Linked DNA regions of Mus musculus: all the other regions are linked to region 1. A link is a contact called in public Hi-C and Micro-C data. All regions are on one chromosome and are shown on one strand. Each heading gives the region's core, a stretch centred on a gene start, on an enhancer-like site or on the middle of the called end of the contact. The rest is flanking DNA. Distances are from core to core; before and after follow the strand shown.

What was found. A called contact is a pair of places that touch in the nucleus more often than the background predicts.
Region 2: a Micro-C map of embryonic stem cells shows a contact between it and region 1, with 2.2 times the contacts expected there. The contact joins the promoter of Galnt9 here to the enhancer-like site in region 1. A contact is called at or near these places in 8 of 39 promoter capture datasets (the HPC-7 cell line, cranial neural crest, embryonic stem cells and 3 more), 1 of 15 datasets of contacts at CTCF or cohesin (embryonic stem cells), 10 of 484 Hi-C or Micro-C datasets (cortical neurons, embryonic stem cells and stem cell-derived neural stem cells), 10 of 115 datasets of contacts at active chromatin or transcription factors (astrocytes, embryonic stem cells and stem cell-derived neural progenitor cells) and 3 of 9 other capture datasets (adipose tissue, embryonic stem cells and pancreatic islet).
Region 3: a Hi-C map of embryonic limb bud shows a contact between it and region 1, with 2.3 times the contacts expected there. The contact joins two enhancer-like sites. A contact is called at or near these places in 11 of 39 promoter capture datasets (the C10 cell line, the HPC-7 cell line, cranial neural crest and 8 more), 15 of 484 Hi-C or Micro-C datasets (the Ba/F3 cell line, the C10 cell line, the C2C12 cell line and 12 more), 11 of 115 datasets of contacts at active chromatin or transcription factors (embryonic basal ganglia, embryonic forebrain, embryonic stem cells and 2 more) and 4 of 9 other capture datasets (adipose tissue, embryonic stem cells, macrophages and 1 more).

The regions. Positions count from the first base shown.
Region 1 is chr5:110,361,953-110,364,669 of GRCm38.p6, forward strand. It overlaps Fbrsl1 (fibrosin-like 1), which reads right to left. Exons shown (of 19, transcript NM_001142642.1): 19 at 1-1,927. The coding sequence ends at 1,090. Among named protein-coding and RNA genes, the nearest start is that of Lrcol1, 19 kb to the left of the region's middle. Within about 2 kb of position 1,314, at least 184 of the 459 cell types and tissues checked have an H3K27ac peak or open chromatin away from gene starts, as enhancers often do. A contact at or near this core is called in cortical neurons, embryonic limb bud, embryonic stem cells and 2 more, where this site is marked.
Region 2 is chr5:110,543,080-110,545,779 of GRCm38.p6, forward strand. It overlaps Galnt9 (polypeptide N-acetylgalactosaminyltransferase 9), which reads left to right and starts at 1,276. Exons shown (of 11, transcript NM_198306.3): 1 at 1,276-1,863. The coding sequence starts at 1,623.
Region 3 is chr5:110,610,336-110,613,103 of GRCm38.p6, forward strand. All of the region lies in intron 6 of Galnt9 (polypeptide N-acetylgalactosaminyltransferase 9), which reads left to right. Among named protein-coding and RNA genes, the nearest start is that of Noc4l, 42 kb to the right of the region's middle. Within about 2 kb of position 1,331, at least 24 of the 459 cell types and tissues checked have an H3K27ac peak or open chromatin away from gene starts, as enhancers often do. A contact at or near this core is called in embryonic limb bud, where this site is marked.

The DNA.
Region 1 (2,717 bases), core at 64-2,563:
ACACGGGAAAGCTGGAGAGGGCAGGAGTGCAAAACCAAAACCAAAGGAGGGATGAGAGGCTTAGTGACAGGGAGGGCAACGCCCAGATGCTGGGCGCTGGGAGGAAAAAAACTGTGTCTTCTGGTAACCAACCTTTAGACTCTTGAACGTCTAAGATTCTGCCTGGCCTGCACAAATTCTGAGAACACTGCAGTAAGACTAGCACACGGGTGCAGGTTGGTCCTTGTGACTAGAGCCAGCCAGTCCTGAAGCCCACTGTGAGTCTAAGCAAACATCCACAAGTGTGGCTCTCCGGAAGGCCCAACCACCTTGGTAGGAAGCTCAGAGACCGTCTCCCCCTGAATATCCCGCTCTGCCTCCCAGGCTTGCATAGTTGAAGGATAGTTGTTGCAGTTAAACTGTTGAGTGTGTTCACAACTGACAGCCGGGTGGGTTTTTGTGACCACGTACACAAATAACCAGAGGGGTTTCTAGAAACTTGTTATAGACTGTCCAGGTTAAGAATTTAATAAGTTTTATAATTATATCAACAGAGTATTTACATTTTTTCCTAAAAAAACAAACCAAGGAAATCCTCTTACAACTATGCATAATAGAATAAGGCAGAAAACCCAAAGTTTTGTACATTATTATTAATTACTATTTTAATATATATCTGTAACGTCGGTTCCAAGTACCAAGGGAAGGCCAGAGCCGGGCCTGAGTTCGGAGCCTCACAGTGCGCTGGACAGAAAGACCATTTCTTTCCATAAATAAGACAAACCCTGGGGCTCAAATGGGATCTGAGAAGTTAAACTGCAAATCCCAACTTAAAAAAAAAATTTTTTTTTTGTTCTTTAAAATGTCGTTAGAGCACAAAATTAAGAAAAATACAAAACCATTAAAAATGCTTTTGTCACTTGTGAAGGGGGAAAAGATACAAAGCTAAATTTTTCCCAGTGACCTAATCGCAAGCTCGGAAAATGAAGTCACCCCCAGAAAAGCGAAAAGTCCTCGACTATGTAGGCTGCAGCGTGGCGCTGCTCCGGGACTCAGGGGAACTGTGCTCAGGTCCCAAGAATTTAAGTGAGCCAGCTCGCTACGCCGGGACTACCGCGCCTCCACCTCGGGAGGGTTGCACGCGGGCGAGTACTCCCGTGCCTCGCCAGGCCCCAGCGTCGTCCTGGGATGCGCGGGCGGCGTGGGGACCCCGCCCGCAGTCACCAGTGGAGGAGGCGCACCGAGCACCGCGGCGGCCGGCGGGGTGCGTGCCAGGAGCGCCCCGTGCAGCGCCCCAGGAGCCAGGCGTGGGTAGTGCACGGCCGGCAGCAACGCGGCGGCGTCGGAATCGGGCACGCGCGCGCGCTCCAGCTCCTCCCGGCGCACCTCCTGCAGGCGCTCCGGGCTGTAGTCGTGAGGCTCGCGGTCCCGGTAGGCGCGCTCCGAGAGCTCGAAGGGAGAAGGTCCCGCAGCGGGCGGCGGGGCTGGGAAGGAGCGGCGCGGTAGTTCCAGGCCCCGGTAGGTGTCGCGCGGCGGATCCCACACGAAGCCTGCTGTGCCCAGGCCCATATGTGTAGCTGTGGAGTGCACGCTGACGCCCGTGAGGTCCGGTGTCTCGTCTTCCCTGCGTTCCTCCTTGACCTTCACGTCGCCCTGGGGCCGATCAGGCGTCTGCTTCCCGGACTCCCGACCCAGTAGGCCTGCCAGGCGTAGGCAGTCGCCCAGGGCTGCCTTGCAGTAGGGTGACGGAGGTCGCGCAGCCAGTTTGGCGCCATCCTCTTTGCTAGGTGAGTGGCTCTCCTTGACCCGAGTCTCAGCCTCACGCTCGGTGAGGACCCCAGGGCGGCTCAGCTCACCGGAGCCCCGCTGTAGGAGGCTGCTGATGGGGTGGCCCACTGGTGCTACAGGCGACCCGTGGCTCAGCAGGCGCGTCTTCTCTAGGAGGTCCCTAGGGACAACAGGATAGAGCCATTACCTACAGCAGCTACAGCTGCTAGAAAGCCGTTTGTCAAGTTTCTATGACCTCAAGCTTCCTGCTGTGTGGAGCTTCTCTGTATCCTGGCCTGGTGAGGTGTTAGAAGTACCCCAGCTCAGAGCACACAGCAGACAACAGGAGGCTCTTAACATCTTTCCCTGGTTTTTGGCTCGGTTCTTTATACAGCTCTGGGTGGCTGGCTGCAGCCCGACAAACTTAAGGGAGTTCTCCCACATGGGGTGCGGGTGGGGGAAAGCAAGGCAGCATTACTGCCCCAACCATGGAATTCTCTGCTCAAGACGTAAGCAGGCACCAAGTGTATGCAGCTGGTTTGTGTTGATTTAACCACAGATGGATGGCTGCTTTAAGCAACAGCCTAAAATCGCAGGCCTGTATCCAGCCTGTGAGAGGCTGAGACAAGATTCACAGGTTCAAGACCCATTATAAAGTTCAAGGCTAGCCTGGGCAACTTGCCCTGGGGCACTTGAGGGTCTGGTGGCAGGGATCTACTGCCACCCCTGGGCCAGGAGAGGAACTCACCCTTTTGTGGTAGGGTCCCCAGCTGTGCAAACTCTTCTCTCACATCTGCTCACAGCGGGGAGGGGGGGGGGTCTGTCACAGGGTGGGGGTGGGCAACTCTGCTTCTTGGGGGGTGGGGGGCAGGACAATGCCCTCAGAGAGCATCCTAAGGAGGGTTGTGCCTGCTGCAGGAACTGCATGGATCAGACCAGCTTTTGTCTCCTGTGGACCTTCCACCCCACAT
Region 2 (2,700 bases), core at 26-2,525, 180 kb after region 1:
ACATAGAAACTGCACACTGTGAACATACAAACACACACATGTATCACATACACATAGCACACGTGGATAATCACAAGGACACAGCACATGTATGCATATATATGCACCCACATGCAGACACATCACATACTACTCATGTGCTTGTACATTATGAAGACATCCCACGTATATGCACACACATATACAACATGTAGAGACATATCAGACACACTTTGTACATGTGCACATTCATATACAAAGGAAAGTTACGAACGCAGAAACACATGTGTAACACAGACACAAGCACATATCCATGAACACATATGCAAACACATGGGCACATACACAGTGAACGCATAAACGTGCATGCTTATACATGATATATGTGTGCGCACACACACGAGATACATGCATGCACAAATACTCATGCTGAACCAAGAGCTACAAAGTCCCACAGACCTTGTCCTTCTATGAGCAGAGCCCACCACAAAGTAAGCTCCTCGGAAATGCTCCATCATTTATTCATTCCACAAATATTTGCTAAGTACCAGCTACGTGTCAGAAACCATTTCAGGCACTGTAGATTCAGTGGTAGCCAGGTATAAAGGAGAAGCTCACAGTCTGTGTGATTCAGGCTCACAGCCCAGGCTGTGTGACTTCTGCCATCTCTCCTCTGATCCCAGCAGTCTCATCTACAACTGTTTGTTTGGGGCTAAATTAGAGATGGAGGGGCAGGTGTTTGTTGTTTTTCTTCTGGCTGAGCGTGCACCTGAACTCTGAGGACTTGGGACACCTGGTCAAGATTTGTGTTTCCTTTATTTGTTTGGCCTGATGCTACAATAGGATCGCTCAATCTACAGCCTACTCTACTCTCCTTTCTTATCCTTTGGTCCCAGAAGAGGGCAACCAATCAGGTTAGGTTTGACAAGGAGCGGTGGGCAGGCAAATCTAGGTGGCTCTGACTCATTACTGCACAAAGGCACCTCACCACACCCCAGCGTGCACCCCACAGCACAGTCCTGACCGGCGTTCCCTAAGGCTTCGTGTTCCTAGGGGTCAAGTCTGGGTTTTGTCCCCTAAAATAAGCCCAGGCGCGGAGGGCGGTCTGAAGCTCGGAGTGGTGCCGCGCCCTGGGCCTCGCTCCACGTGGGCCTATCCTGGCCAGGGGTGGCGCGCGGGATCGGTTTGGGGCGGCGGGCGGGGCAGCGGGCGCCGCGTGCATGCTGATGAGCGCAGGCCGCGTCACTGCGCACCGGCGCCGTGGTTTCGGGGCGCGCAGGAGCGGGGCGCGCAGGAGCCGAGCGCACAGGAGCGGGGCGCGCAGGAGCGATCGGGGCGCGCAGGAGCGGGACGCAGCAGCTAAGGCCTCGCGCTGCCTCCCGGCCCAGGAAGCTCCCGGCGGGCGGGCCCTGCTGACTATGCGGGCGGCGCCCTGTACCCGCATCCCCGGACGGTTTCTGCGCGCTGAAGAAGGGCGGGTCGCGGCGGCCTGGCTCGTGGAGCCCGCGCGGTGGTGCTGAAAGAACAGCTCCCGCCCTTGCCCAGCCCATGGTCCCCACCGCGGCCGGCCGCTCCCAGGCTCCTGCGGCCCCGGGGCCCCGGGGATGCCCGGCGGGTGAGGCGGCCCCGTCCGAGCCGCGCTCATGGCGGTGGCCAGGAAGATCAAAACTTTGCTGACGGTCAACATCCTGGTGTTCGTGGGCATCATTCTCTTCTCGGTGTACTGCCGCCTGCAGGACCGTTCTGAGGCGCTGGTGCAGGTCGTGCGAGGCACCGACCGCCGGATGCGCAATCGGCTATCCAAGGCGAGTGCTCTGGCCGACCGTGAGGCCATCCTACAGCGCCTGGACCATCTGGAGGAGGTGGTCTACAACCAGCTGAATGGTGAGCCGCGGGATGGAGGGGAGGCAGGGTCCCGTGTTAGGACACTACTCTATCCAGGAGTGGCTGTCCACACCCATCCCACAATATCTTCCAGGGTCCCGAGTGGAAGCTACCCTGGGTCCTGTAGAGGAAATGCTGGAGGCCTTCATTGGCAGAGGGCGGCGGTAATAGAGCGACTGCATTATCTACTCATCCTGTGAACACTTGGGAACTGTCCCTTGCCTCCCGCATAATGCCTCCAAAGTTACTACCCAAGAGAACTCTAACTTCTCAAGGAAGAGCCTCTGAGGAGTTGGCAGAAGGGTAGTGAGGGGCTCAGGCAATACCTAGATCCACAGTGAGGGAGGTCCAGACCGTGCCTAGGTTCACATTCAGGAACCAGAGGTACCTTACAAAGCTGTGAGGGTGAAGGTGACACCGAGGTTCCCTGCAAGGACCCAGAGAGCCTTTCCAAGCTGTGGGTTTAGACCGGACTCACTCCTCTCCCTGGAGATACGGAAGGAGGGGGTGATTACTGCCCATCTAAAAGTGATTGATCCCATCTTCCTCTGCATGGCACAGTGCGTGTCTTGTCTATTACAGTGTGACCTCTGGCCTGGAGAGCCACCTTTCAAGGATGCTCAGGGCTCCTGCAGAAAGTTCTGTTGTGGGAGAAACGGAAGGCACCACTGGTGCTGTGTGGAGAGATGGAGTCAAGTGTCCAGCAGAACTGGGTAGGAGCGGAGTGTTCACGTGGACTGAGGTCAGGGTGCCTGGGAACCTCTGAGGCACCAAAGTTTCTGCTTCTGGTGACCTCTTTGCTTTTCTGTGAGGAAAAGAGGGAACTCAGCATCTTTG
Region 3 (2,768 bases), core at 81-2,580, 250 kb after region 1:
TGGCAGAGGAGGATGAAGGGTATCTGCTATCTCATGAGCAGAAGCATCTCAGGCACGGTGTCTTCAAAGATGCCCCCTGAGACTTGCATTCAAGCTGGACTCTGCTCGCTCCTCTGCACCACCAGCTATCTCAGCCTGTAGAGGAGCCCATGAGAACTAACCCTGGACCTCTTTAAGGATTAAACGCTGTGGGTGTTCACGATGGCTCTGATAGACACTTGCCCACCTTCTTAAACACTGTTTTACTCCCTTTATGAAACCGGCCTGATGCGGCAGGGCCTGGGCGGGGGAGGCATACTGGCTCACATAGATTTGGAATTGCCCAGTTTGTCAGCGACAGGTGTGCCCCTGCTCAGAGCCCACTTGTGGATATGAGTGTGCACTTGCATGTGGTAGGTCATGTGTGATGTTAATTATATCTGTGTCTTTGGTGTGGTTCTGCAGATATCCTTGGGGTGATTCACTGGAACAACACATCTGTTGCAAACATGTATCCATAGTTCCTCGTCCTCTTCCTCAGACAGGCACTTATGGCTTCTTTCTATCACCAGCCTGGAAGGGACAGCTTGGTCTGAATTCTCTTGTAACAGCTCAGTAACCCCTTGTAACATGTCTCTGAAAATAGAGTTACTCAGTCAGATGAACTTTATAAAGCTTTTGATACAAATGTTAGTCCCCTTTTCTGCCCCAGAAGGATATTTGTATGTTTATGTGTGTAATATTTCAGTGTGCACATGTGTGCATGTATGTGTGCATGTGAAATATGTACATGCATTATATATAGATTGTAATATATGTGTGATATGTACATATGTGGAATGAGTGTGGTATCTGTGTATGTGTGTGGTATGTGTACATGTGTGATATGTCTGCATACATGTGAGAGATATATGTCTATGCATGTGCATGCATATGGTATACAGGGTGGTCTTTGTGCATATATGTATTTGTGTGGTATGTGTGTATGTATATACATATTTATGTGTGTGTGGTATGTGCATATGTGTATGGTATATATGTATTGTATTTGTGTGTGTGTGGAATGTGCTGTGTATGTTTGTGTGGTCTATATGTGTGTGTGTATGTGTGTGAGTGTGTGTGTGTGTGTGTGGTGTGTGTGGAATATTTTCTTTGGCAGTAATGCCTGAGGAAAGCCACTGTTCAGGCCTTGTGACATGTGGGGGCTGATCAGCTGTCATTTTTATTTTCTGCAACTCTGACAGACACTGAGGACATAGCTCTGTGGTTTTGAATGAGTCTGAACACTGTGTGCAAGTGTTCACCATATGTTTTTCCCTCCCTGGCTGGCTTTGCTTGCTTGCCCCTCCTTCTCTGGCTGGTTGAAGAGCTGTTCTGCCCTCAGGGATATCAGCTCCCTGTGTGGTTGGGAAGCCCCTCCCTGGTGCATCTGGCTTACATTCTGGGCACCGGGCTTTTCCTGGTGTTTTCTGGAGGGATAACTTGAAGCCATCAGCCCTTTAAATATCTTCCTGTTGGCACCAGAGTTCCCACTCTGAGATCTCGGTCAGTGTGCGGTACATGCTTGTACAGAAGTGAGGGTCTAATTGCCTTTCCACTGTTTTAAAATAGAGATTCCTCCATCCTTTGCCATAAGAACAACAGCTTCTGCCATACACTCTGAGTATGTGTATATATGTGTGTGTTAGTGTGTGTGGTGTGTATGCATGTGTGTCAGTATGTGGTGTGCATTTGGTGTGTGGTAAATATGCATGTCTGTGTTGGTATAAATATATGTGTGTGTGTTTGTGTATAAACATGTGCATGCGGGCTGGTGAGATGGCTCAGTGGGTAAGAGCACCCGACTGTTCTTCCAAAGGTCCAGAGTTCAAATCCCAGCAACCACATGGTGGCTCACAACCATCCGTAATGAGATCTGACTCCCTCTTCGGAGTGTCTGAAGACAGCTACAGTGAACTTACATATAATAAATAAATCTTTAAAAAAAAAACATGTGCATGTATGGTTTTGTGTATATATGTGTCTATATATAAAAATGTGTATGTTGGTGTGTATATATGTGTGCACAGGTAATTTTGTGAATATGAGTTTGTCTATATATGTGTGTGTCTATATGTGTATGTGTCTATGTGTGTGTGTGTCTATATGTGTAGGTGTGCATGTATGTGTATGTTCTTACATACACATGTGTGGTTTTGTGTATATATGTGTGTATATGTGTGTATGTACATATGTGTGTATGTATATATAAGTGTATATATGTATATGTGTATGTATATATAAGTATATGTATGTATGTGTGTATGTGTATGTATGTGTGTGTCTATGTGTATGTGTATATACATACATGTGTGGTTTGGGGTATATATGTGTGTCTATGCATGTGTTGTGTACGTATATGTATGTGTGTATATGTGTATATGTGTATATGTATGTGCGTGTATGTATATATGTATGTGTGTGTGGGGGGGTGTCATATCTGTTTTGAGCTTCCATTACCTCATTGTTTTATAAAGTACTTTATGTATAGCAACTGAATATGTCCTCATTATCTAGAATTTTCTCGGCTTTTCTCTTGTTTTTATTACTGTGTCATATTTTGAAAATGAAATGTCCCCTACGGGTTTGTGTATTGAGGGCTTGGTCCTCAGCTAGTGGGAAATGAGGGAAACTTTAACTTCTTCCATGCTGGAGGAAATAGATCCAAATAACATGTGTGTAACCATCCCACTCCTGGGCAGACAGAAAGCAACACGAATGAGCCATGTGCTAGTCCAGCTGGAGACCAT